Regions from separate parts of the Danio rerio genome. Here region 1 is linked to region 2. The links are chromatin contacts, called in public Hi-C maps. All regions are on one chromosome and are shown on one strand. Each heading gives the region's core, a stretch centred on a gene start, on an enhancer-like site or on the middle of the called end of the contact. The rest is flanking DNA. Distances are from core to core; before and after follow the strand shown.

The links. Hi-C and Micro-C count contacts between places; a contact is called where the count stands out from the background.
Region 1: a contact with region 2 is called in a Hi-C map of an unstated tissue, with 2.4 times the contacts expected there. The contact joins the promoter of ankdd1a here to the promoter of sdhaf2 in region 2. A contact is called at or near these places in 2 of 18 Hi-C or Micro-C datasets (hematopoietic stem cells and an unstated tissue).

What each region holds. Positions count from the first base shown.
Region 1 is chr7:13,576,510-13,581,483 of GRCz12tu, forward strand. ankdd1a (ankyrin repeat and death domain containing 1A) reads left to right here and starts at 2,486. Exons shown (of 15, transcript NM_001099248.2): 1 at 2,486-2,657. The coding sequence starts at 2,624.
Region 2 is chr7:13,334,097-13,338,560 of GRCz12tu, forward strand. It overlaps sdhaf2 (succinate dehydrogenase complex assembly factor 2), which reads right to left and starts at 1,350. Exons shown (of 4, transcript NM_001082864.1): 1 at 1,230-1,350. The coding sequence starts at 1,256. All of the region lies in intron 11 of slc25a22b (solute carrier family 25 member 22b), which reads left to right. It overlaps polr2l (RNA polymerase II, I and III subunit L), which reads right to left. Exons shown (of 3, transcript NM_001159825.3): 3 at 2,676-3,022. The coding sequence ends at 2,914.

The sequences.
Region 1 (4,974 bases), core at 1,236-3,735, 240 kb after region 2:
CAGCTGTCACTGATAACAACGAGTAATGAATTTAATGAAGATTAAAATACGAGATTGAATAATACTATGAGCAAACAAGCCTATAAAATTTCATAGTATGTAGATGATTATTGCATGTCACTCATTACCAATAAGATTAGCGTTTGTTGCGTAAATTAAAGCAGAAATATTATTTCCTTAAAAGATTTTTAACATCAAAAAATAAGTTTAATTGTTACGTTTACATAAAAATAACTTAATGGTACTGTTCATCCCAAAGAAAATAAGACCTTCTCACTGTTTACGCACACTCAGTTGTAAATGTTTCTTGAGTTTCTTTGTTATGATGAACACAAAGCAAGAAATTTAGGTAAATGTTGGGGAAAAGCAGACATTGACATCCATATAGTAGGAATAAAACAGATGGACGTCAATGGCTGTTTTTCCCCCCTCAACATTTCTCTGAATATCTTCCTTTGTGTTCAACAGCAGAAACTCAAACAGAGATGGAAGAAATGGAGGAAATGATAACTAAACCTCTATTTTTGGGCATGAACTATGTCTTTCAGATGCTTAAATTAAATCAAAAATCATTAATCCTCAACATTCTTCTAAATATCGTCCTTTGAGTTCAACAGGAGACAGAAACTCAAACAGGTATGAAACAAATGGAGGAAATGTTTGCTAAATTTCTGTTTTTGGGGTAACCTATCTCTTTAAGATGCTTATGCTTAAATTAAACCAGAAATATTTTACACACTTACATAAAAAATTGTATAATTGAATACAAACTTGAAGGGTAGTTCATTCCAAAGTTAAGACCTTCTCACCGTTTACAAACTCTTAAGTGGTTGTAAACTTTTCGTAAGTTTCTCCATGTTAAACACAAAACAGGTAAATGTTTTCATTGACATCCTCCTGAAAAAAAAAAGCTAAAACCAGCCTAAGCTGGTTAGCTGGTTTTAGCTGGTCGACCAGCCTGGTTTGAGAGGGCATTTGGCCATTTCCAGTCTGGTCTTAGCTGGTCAGGCTGGGATATATGACCAGCTAAAACCAGCTTGACCAGTCTAGTTTGTACTGTGAGCCCAGCCAAAACCAGCTATGTCCAACTTAAACCAGGCAGGTCAATCTGGTTTTAGATGGGGATTTTCCAGCCGGACCAGCTATAAGACCATGCTGGAAATGGCTGGAAGCTAGCCTGAAAACAGCTAAAACCCATCTAAACTGGACGACCAGCTAAAACCAGCCAACCAGCCTAGGCTGGTTTAAGCGGGTTTTTTTCAGCAGTGTAGTAGGAATAAAACATACTAAATTCAATGGCTGTTTTTTCCCCCCTCAACATTCTTCTGAATATCTTCCTTTGGGTTTAACAGCAGAAAGAACTTCAAACATGGAACAAATGGAGGTAATAATAACTCAATTTCTATTTTTGGGGTGAACTATCTCTTTAAGATGCTTAAATTAAATCAGATTTTTTTTTTTACCCAATAAAAAATAAGTATAATACAAACTTCAAGGGATAGTTCACCCAAAAAAATTATACCTTCTCACTGTTTACACACACTCAACTGGTTGTAAACTTTTCTTAAGTTTACATGTTGAACAAAAAACAAAAAATGTAGGTAAATGTTGGAAAAAAGCATTGACATCCATAGTAGGAATAAAACATACCATAGAAGTCAATGGCTGTTTTTTTCCCCTCAACATTCTTCTGAATATCTTCCTTTGTGTTCAACAGCAGAAAGAAACAAACAGGTGGAACAAAAGGAGGTAATGATAGCTAAATTTCTACCTTTGGGCTGAACTATCTCTTTAAGTAGCTAAACATGCTTAAGTTAAATCTGATTTTTTATTACTTCATAAAAATAAGTATAATTGTATACAAACTAAAAAGGATTGCTCACCCAAAATCTAAACCTTCTCACCCTTTACACACACTCAAGTGGTGGTAAACTTTTCTTGAGTTTCTTAGTTATGATGAACACAAAACAAAAAATGTAGGTAAATGATGGAAAAGCAGCCATTGACATCCATAGTAGGGAAGTATGGAAGTCAATGGCTGTTTTCCCTCAACATTCTTCTGAATATCTTCCTTTGTGCTCAACAGAAGAAACTCAAACAGGTTTGGAACAAATGGAGGAAATTGGGTGAACTATCTGATTAAGATAGTAAGATAAAAACATAAATGGCGTTTTCTTATTTAACATGACAAAGCGCGCGTCTTTGACTGTATATAATAAGCTGTCATGTTATTTTCCTGCTTGAGAGTAAAGTTACATCAAACATGTTAAATATTCATAAGTAGCCTTTCACCATTGGAGCGTCACAAGTGACGTCTACGCATTTAATTCAATATTCATAACTAAATGCACGCCATTGGAAGTGACTGGTTAATATTTAAATTCACAACGTTCGCCATTGGAGGAAAGCGAACAGATATCCGCATGGCGTAATTAATATTCATGAGGCAAACGTTTGCTCGCTTCAGTAGGATTCGTCATTTCCCAAAGCGGCAGGCTTGAGCTCGGCTGAGAGAAAATCGCACAGAAACGTAGCCGGACATCACAAAATAATATGAAGATCTACTAGATTAATATTAGAAGATGCTCACATTGGAGACGTAACACGCTGTCGACCGACGACGATGGAAGACGGACTGGTTTCTGAAGACGATATATGTGAGTATTGAAAGAATGATTGTGTTGTAGTGCGGTGCGGATAGAAACTGGGGCAAGTCTGTGAAATATATTCACTAGTTAAAATATTTATCATCTCAGTGTTTGAGCTGGCTTATAAATCTAACTGTGACTACTATATTAAAACATTTATAATGTTACTACGCTGAAGAGACTCGTTTTAGGAGCTGTGTTGATCTGTCAGTTACATACAACCTGCTCTCTCGATTGTTTTCTAATATCCTTACATTTTACAATTCATCTATATAAATCTTAATAAATGGCCTAATTGTAAAAAGTTTCATTTGGAGATGTTTCTAACCACTAATTTATGTATATAAAATGCTATATAACGTTAGAGTTGAAGACAAAATGATGATGATGATGATGATGATGATGATGATATTCAAATATTTCCCAAATGCTGTTTAACAGAGTTTATTTTTCAGCACATTTTTTAACATAACATTTTTAATAACTAGTTTCTAATAACTAACTTCTTTTAGGTTAGTTATAAGAGTATAACTAGTTATTTGTGAGATGCCAAACCTGCTTTGAATCTGTATATTATTGAGAAATGGCAAAGGGAATGGGATGCAGTAACAATTTATATAAAGTGAATCTGTTTGTAAATTAAAAAAATAATTACCATTTTGAAAATAGACATGATCAGGTTGTGCAGTATATACAAGTACACCCCTAACAAATCTATCTTTTAAATTCATATTTTAATAGGCAGCTTTACAACAGTGTATTTTGCATATACATTAGATTAGTCAAATCTGGAGCTTATCTAACAAAATAACTTACGATAAGAGTCCAAAAACTAGTACACTAGTATATATGTTATAGAAAAATATAAAATACAAACTTAAAAAAAAGAGAACAAATCAAAAGAAGCCAAAAAAATGTAAAGATTTAGTTGAAATTTTGTAGGTTGTAATTTATTTTTGCAATATTTTGTTTGAATTTAAGTGTATTATCTTCCAATTTCTAAATATGTTTGGTGACTTTAACATTATTTTGAAAAAAATATATTTGTTTAATAAGTCTGTTTTGTTTAAATGCAGCAAAACACATTGCCTATATTCACTGAGAAATGCATACAAATATTCATTTTTTAAAATGTGGTGTACTTAATTATGCTGAGCACTGTATTAAATGAGGTCACTCAGGAAGTACACACTCGTATTGATTAAAAGGAGAAGAAAAACCTATATTTTGAATATTTTGACGATAAAGCATTTTTTAATATAATCTGTATTTTTAAACCATATTAAAGAGGAAGTGTTTAAAAAGGTGTCTTCTGGAGAGATATTTGAATATCTGTCATTAATCACACTAAAAATTGTATATGATTTTATTCAGTGTTGTTATTTGTGTTTTTTTTTTTTTTTTTTTGTAAAATGAATTTTTATTAAGAAATCGATATTATTGGATTTTGCATATTGTATATTTAGTTTAGGATTTGCCATAAATGTAGCCAAGACTGCTGATATGGCATTAAACATGCTGTAAATAAATAAATAAATATTTGCAAGCATGGGATGACAACCATTTTTAAGGTATACCTCGGTTTGGAATAGTCTGTTTTTAAAACCGCCAACATTTTCTGCTAAACCACTCCTACAGTATGTGTAAGATTTTTTATTTTATGTTTTGTTTTACGTTTTTTATAGGACAACAGTATGGAAAAATATCCAAAGATGCCGTTTTAAATTGTGAAGAAATCAGTGTTTTTGAAACTAATAGACAGCAGAAGTCATTACTTCATTTAAATTATTTAACCTGACGTGTTTACTGCTCCAAAAATATTTTAAATCTTTTAAAAAATAAAATATATTGTGTTCAAAGAGGAAAAAGGTTTTTGTTTTTACCCAGACATTTAAAAAGAGTATATTATAGAGCTGTGACCACAGTACCGTGAAACCATGATATTTTTATCCAAGATTATCATACACTCAGTATCTTATACTAGCCTATGCCTATTTGCAAGTCACTAGTATTCAGCTTAAAGTGCAATTAAAAGGATTAACTAGGTTACTTAGGTTAAAGTTTGGTTAATTGGGCAAGTCATTGGACAATAGTGGTTTGTTCTGTAAACAACTGAAGAAAACATCTTTTTAGGGGGCTAATAATATTGACCTGAATTATTATTTATTGTTTATTTAAAAAAGCTTTTTTACTAGCCAAACTAAAAGAATGGCCTATAACTGTGTGTATATATAGTCTAAAAGCCTTGACTGAGGTAATATAAGTTGAAAATGATACACCAAAACATTCATTCATTCATTCTCCTTCAGCTTAGTCTCTGATTTAT
Region 2 (4,464 bases), core at 100-2,599:
AGTTAGGGCAGCACGGTTGCGCAGTGGGAAGCACGATCACCTCACAGCAAGAAGATTGCTGGTTCGAGCCTCAGCTAGATCAGTTGGTGTTTCTGTGTGGAGTTTGCATGTTCTCCCCGTATTGGCGTGGGTTTCCTCTGGGTGCTCCGGTTTCCCTCACAAGTCCAAAGACATGCACTATAGGTTAATTGGGTAAGCTAAATTGTCTGTAGTGTGTGTGTGTGTATGGATGTTTTACAGTGATGGGTTGCAGCTAGAAGGGCATCCTCTGCCTGAAACATATGCTGGATAAGTAGGTGGTTCATTCCGCTGTGGCGACCCCAGATTAATAAAGGGACTAAGCCGGGAAAAAAAATGAATTAATGATGGCATAATAATTGTGTTTTATCATAAAACCCAATCCCTTATATACAAAATCCTTATATATTTTAAATAATACTGAATCAAAATATAGGAAAAAATTATTTTCACTTGTTAATACTTACGTAAACATGGATATTATTTTTGGAAATCATAAACTTATGTATTTGCTGCAACGCATTTAATTTAAGTGGTGTATAAGCTTTTTAATACTATTATTATAATTTCATATTTTTTTATTTAGCTTATTTTAATCTGTTTCTGTTTTTTAATCAGATTTTACCTATTCATATAATTTACTATTCATATAATTTCCTATTCATGTAATTTACAATAAAGTGAATGCATTTTTATTTAATTCTATAATTCACTATGTAAACAACTTAACATGTTTACAAATGTTACTTTATATTTTCAGTTCTTGTTTTAAATGTTATGTATAAAACATTTTGATTATTAACAATGTTTTTGACAATTATGAATGCAGTAACTTGAGGAGGGGGAAGGAGTTTGCCACTTTCATAGTGTTTTGTCACAAGCTATTACAAAAGCGTGTATATATATATATAAAACAACATTATTTTTACAATAAAACCTTATAAGAAGAGGAGACAACAAAAATTTTAATCTGATGTTGATCTGATACACCATTAATACAACCTGTAGTTTTAGGTTTATAATTTCCATTTTAATATATTTAAATGTATATATGTTTTATACATTTTAATAGTTGCTTTAAATAGCTTTAAAGGTAATACCCTTATGCAGAATGACGATGATCTCTCTATATTCAGACACGTGAGGTCAAATAACATCTTTAAAATTCTGTCGCCACAAAATGAACACAAAGCACAAAAACATAACGTTACCTTTCTAGCGATATTTGCTGAAAACATGTTATCGTGTCGTTTCTTCCCTGCTTTAAGGCTTTAATAATCAGGTGTTTCCCTGTCTATTGCCTTTTCATTTTGAAGGAGAGTTTATGCAACTGTTTCGCAACGAGAGCCGGAAGCGCAGCCATGTTGGTAAGGTCAATATCATCTTCTTATTTGAAGGTTATTTGAATGTTGCTTTAAATATATTTTAATGTCGTGTGTTTTAACCTTTGATGTTTTTTTTTCTTCCAGACTGGCACGTGTAAGTTTAACAAAGATGAAATGACTAAACGTCGACATTTGTTTCCGTGGGAATGTATTTCTGTGAGCACTTATAAAACGGAAGCACACTCATTAATTTTTAAAGCAACAGTTACTGATTATCCGTCGAATTTCCATTTATTTCGCGTTTGCTAAAACAAAATTAAGCTCAAAATCTGTTTAATATCTTAATAACTAAAATTATATTCCAAAGCCTAAAAGTAATGCATTAATTCCTTACAGTTTAAATTGTATTAATGTATATGTAATGTAACTTAAATGAAATGTATTCCAAATAGAAATGACACTGGTTACAAAAATATTAATGGGGTGAAATTTGTTTCATCAAAATTATATAGAAATTTCATCTGTTTTATTACTGATTTAATTAGTTTCTGCTTTGGTCTGTTTCTGTAAGTAACGTTTACTTGTTGACATTACTTAAGTACAAAATAAATATGAATTTAATGTTCAAATATGTCATTATAACTACAATATGATGTTTAACTGATCCATTTTGCTTTAAATTGTAATTATAGCACTATAGATTAATAATTATAGAACAGTAATTACTTGTTATTATGAATGTATTTTTTAAGCTTTAGTATTATTACTAATTAGGTTTAAACTTATTTTGTGTATGTGTGTGAGACTAGTCTAGGGCTTTAACAAACATATTTTAGGTAGCTGTTTGGTTAATTTTAACTTTGTTTCAATTAAAAATGTGCTTTTTAAATAAAGTGTTTCTAAATGATTCAGTAGTATTGAACAAACTATCTGAACGACCGACTTAATGAATCACTCGTTTACTTGTTGACATCTCTCAAGTACAAAATAAATATGGATTTATTGTTCAAATGTGTTATCAACCACACTTCGGTATTTAATAGATCCATTTTTGCTTTAAATGATTATTATAATACAATAGCTTTATAATAATAGCACAGTAATTATCTGTTGTTTATTCATTTTTATGAATGTTCATAATTCATAAGCTTTAATAGTACGCTTTAGGTTTAAACTTCTGTGTGTGTTGTTATATCTTAGGTAGTTGTTTGGTTAGTTTTACATCTAATGTTTATAATTCAATTAAAAATGTGCTCTTTGAACAAAGAGAGTCAGTGTTTCTAAATGATTCAGTTGTTTTGAACTTCAATGAATCACTCATTCAGACAAAGAGTTATTCTCTGTTTATGAGACATTTGACAGGTGAAAAAAAAACAAGCAGAAGATACATTTCAATCTTTATTTAACAAAACCCTAATAAACAAAAATTCAACATCACAAGTGTGTTTCTTCAGATTTGGTCTAATATCCATGTCAGAACTCATGTCTGTATCTTTGAACAGGATCAAGTCTTTGAAAATATGAGGAGAGGCTGAGCGGGATTTTCATCTTCAAATGGCGAGGACGCTCCTCATTTCTCCAGCGGAGCATAATTCAACAACTTCTCAATTAGATCCACATGGGACAGAAGCATTCGGCGGCAGCAGTATCTCTTCAAACCCAGAGCATCAAGAGCGTCACTGTGAACAAAAAAAGTAAGATTTAGAGCAATGCTAATGCCATCACATGAAGAGTAAAGGCTTGCACACACCAGGACGCTTTTTACTCTCTCTTATTAATCAACGTTTTCCAATAAATTTTTCAGCGTTCAAACTGGGGCCTGTTTCAGTAAGGAGGTTCAAACAACTCGGAGTTTAAACTTGAACTCTGAGTTGATTTACCGAGAGATTAAAAACTCTGAGTTTTCGGTTTCAGAACAGCTGATCTGAGTTGGGTCAATCAACTTTGAGTAGACCAACTCAGAGTAAAGCGCGCGCACCGTGAGACATTATCAATGGAGCGCAGATATTACGAGTGACCATGGCAACATCTTAAAAAAAGAGATCAGCATTTCTTTCTCCAGCTGAACTTGATGTGCTCATGCAAAGTTATAGCAAATATGAGTGTATATATTTAAAATGAAGCAACCATCAGTGAAACAGAAACAGCGTGGGAAAACAGCTGCTCAAGTTAATGAGTAATTCTTAATTTTAAGTATTTAAACATTTTAAGTATAATAAAATAAGTAATGTAATGTGTGACGTTTATACTTTTTTCTAAACTTTTATACACTTTTATCAGTTTTAATAGATTTAACAGCGCACTTGTTATATGTCTGCCTTTTTATTGATCAAGTGATAGAGGTTGATATAACATTAAGAAGGTAAGCAGTAATAAAATAATTTAAACAGAATAATAATCCCATTAATCTAGTAACAGTGCCTGTCAAAGGTTAAGCTAATTATTTATGAAAAAAAGGACAAGCCTCGTACGTGACTTTGTTCTGTGTGTGCAAAAATGTAGGCAATAGCTGTGTTTTCATCAAAATATAGGCTATTACATAAATTTGTGCAAAACTGGAATAACGCCTAAAAATAAAGCAGCGTTTTTATCCAAAGAGTCGAAGAGAACACAATCGTCACTTCCTGATTAACTTGCGCCAAATATCAACAGTAAAAACAGAATCACTGCGGTAGAAGAAGCTGCATCAATGATTTTTTATTTAATTAATGTACCTGAGCCTCAGAAGACAATTGACACACAATGAACACGTGGGGGCGTTTGAAGCCAGACGCGGAGATCTTGACACGCTCCAGACGCTCGGAGGTAATTAATAATATAAACTAATACTGAAACAGTAAATGCATTTTAGATTGACTAAAACACCATTTAAGATGTTCTGCAGTGTGCTCAGTCTGCTGGTTTGTTTTTTCACACACATTTTTATCATCATCTCTAACAAACCATTTTTTAATGTACATACTGTAATTTAAGTGCACTTCGTAGTTTATGTGCATCTTATCAAATAAAAGTTTAACCCACTCAGTTATGCACTTGTTATATTATGCGTATTTTCAAAAGTTATGTGAATCATGACGTTTCCATCAATCGTTTTTATGCACATCTCCAAAATGAGCTCTAA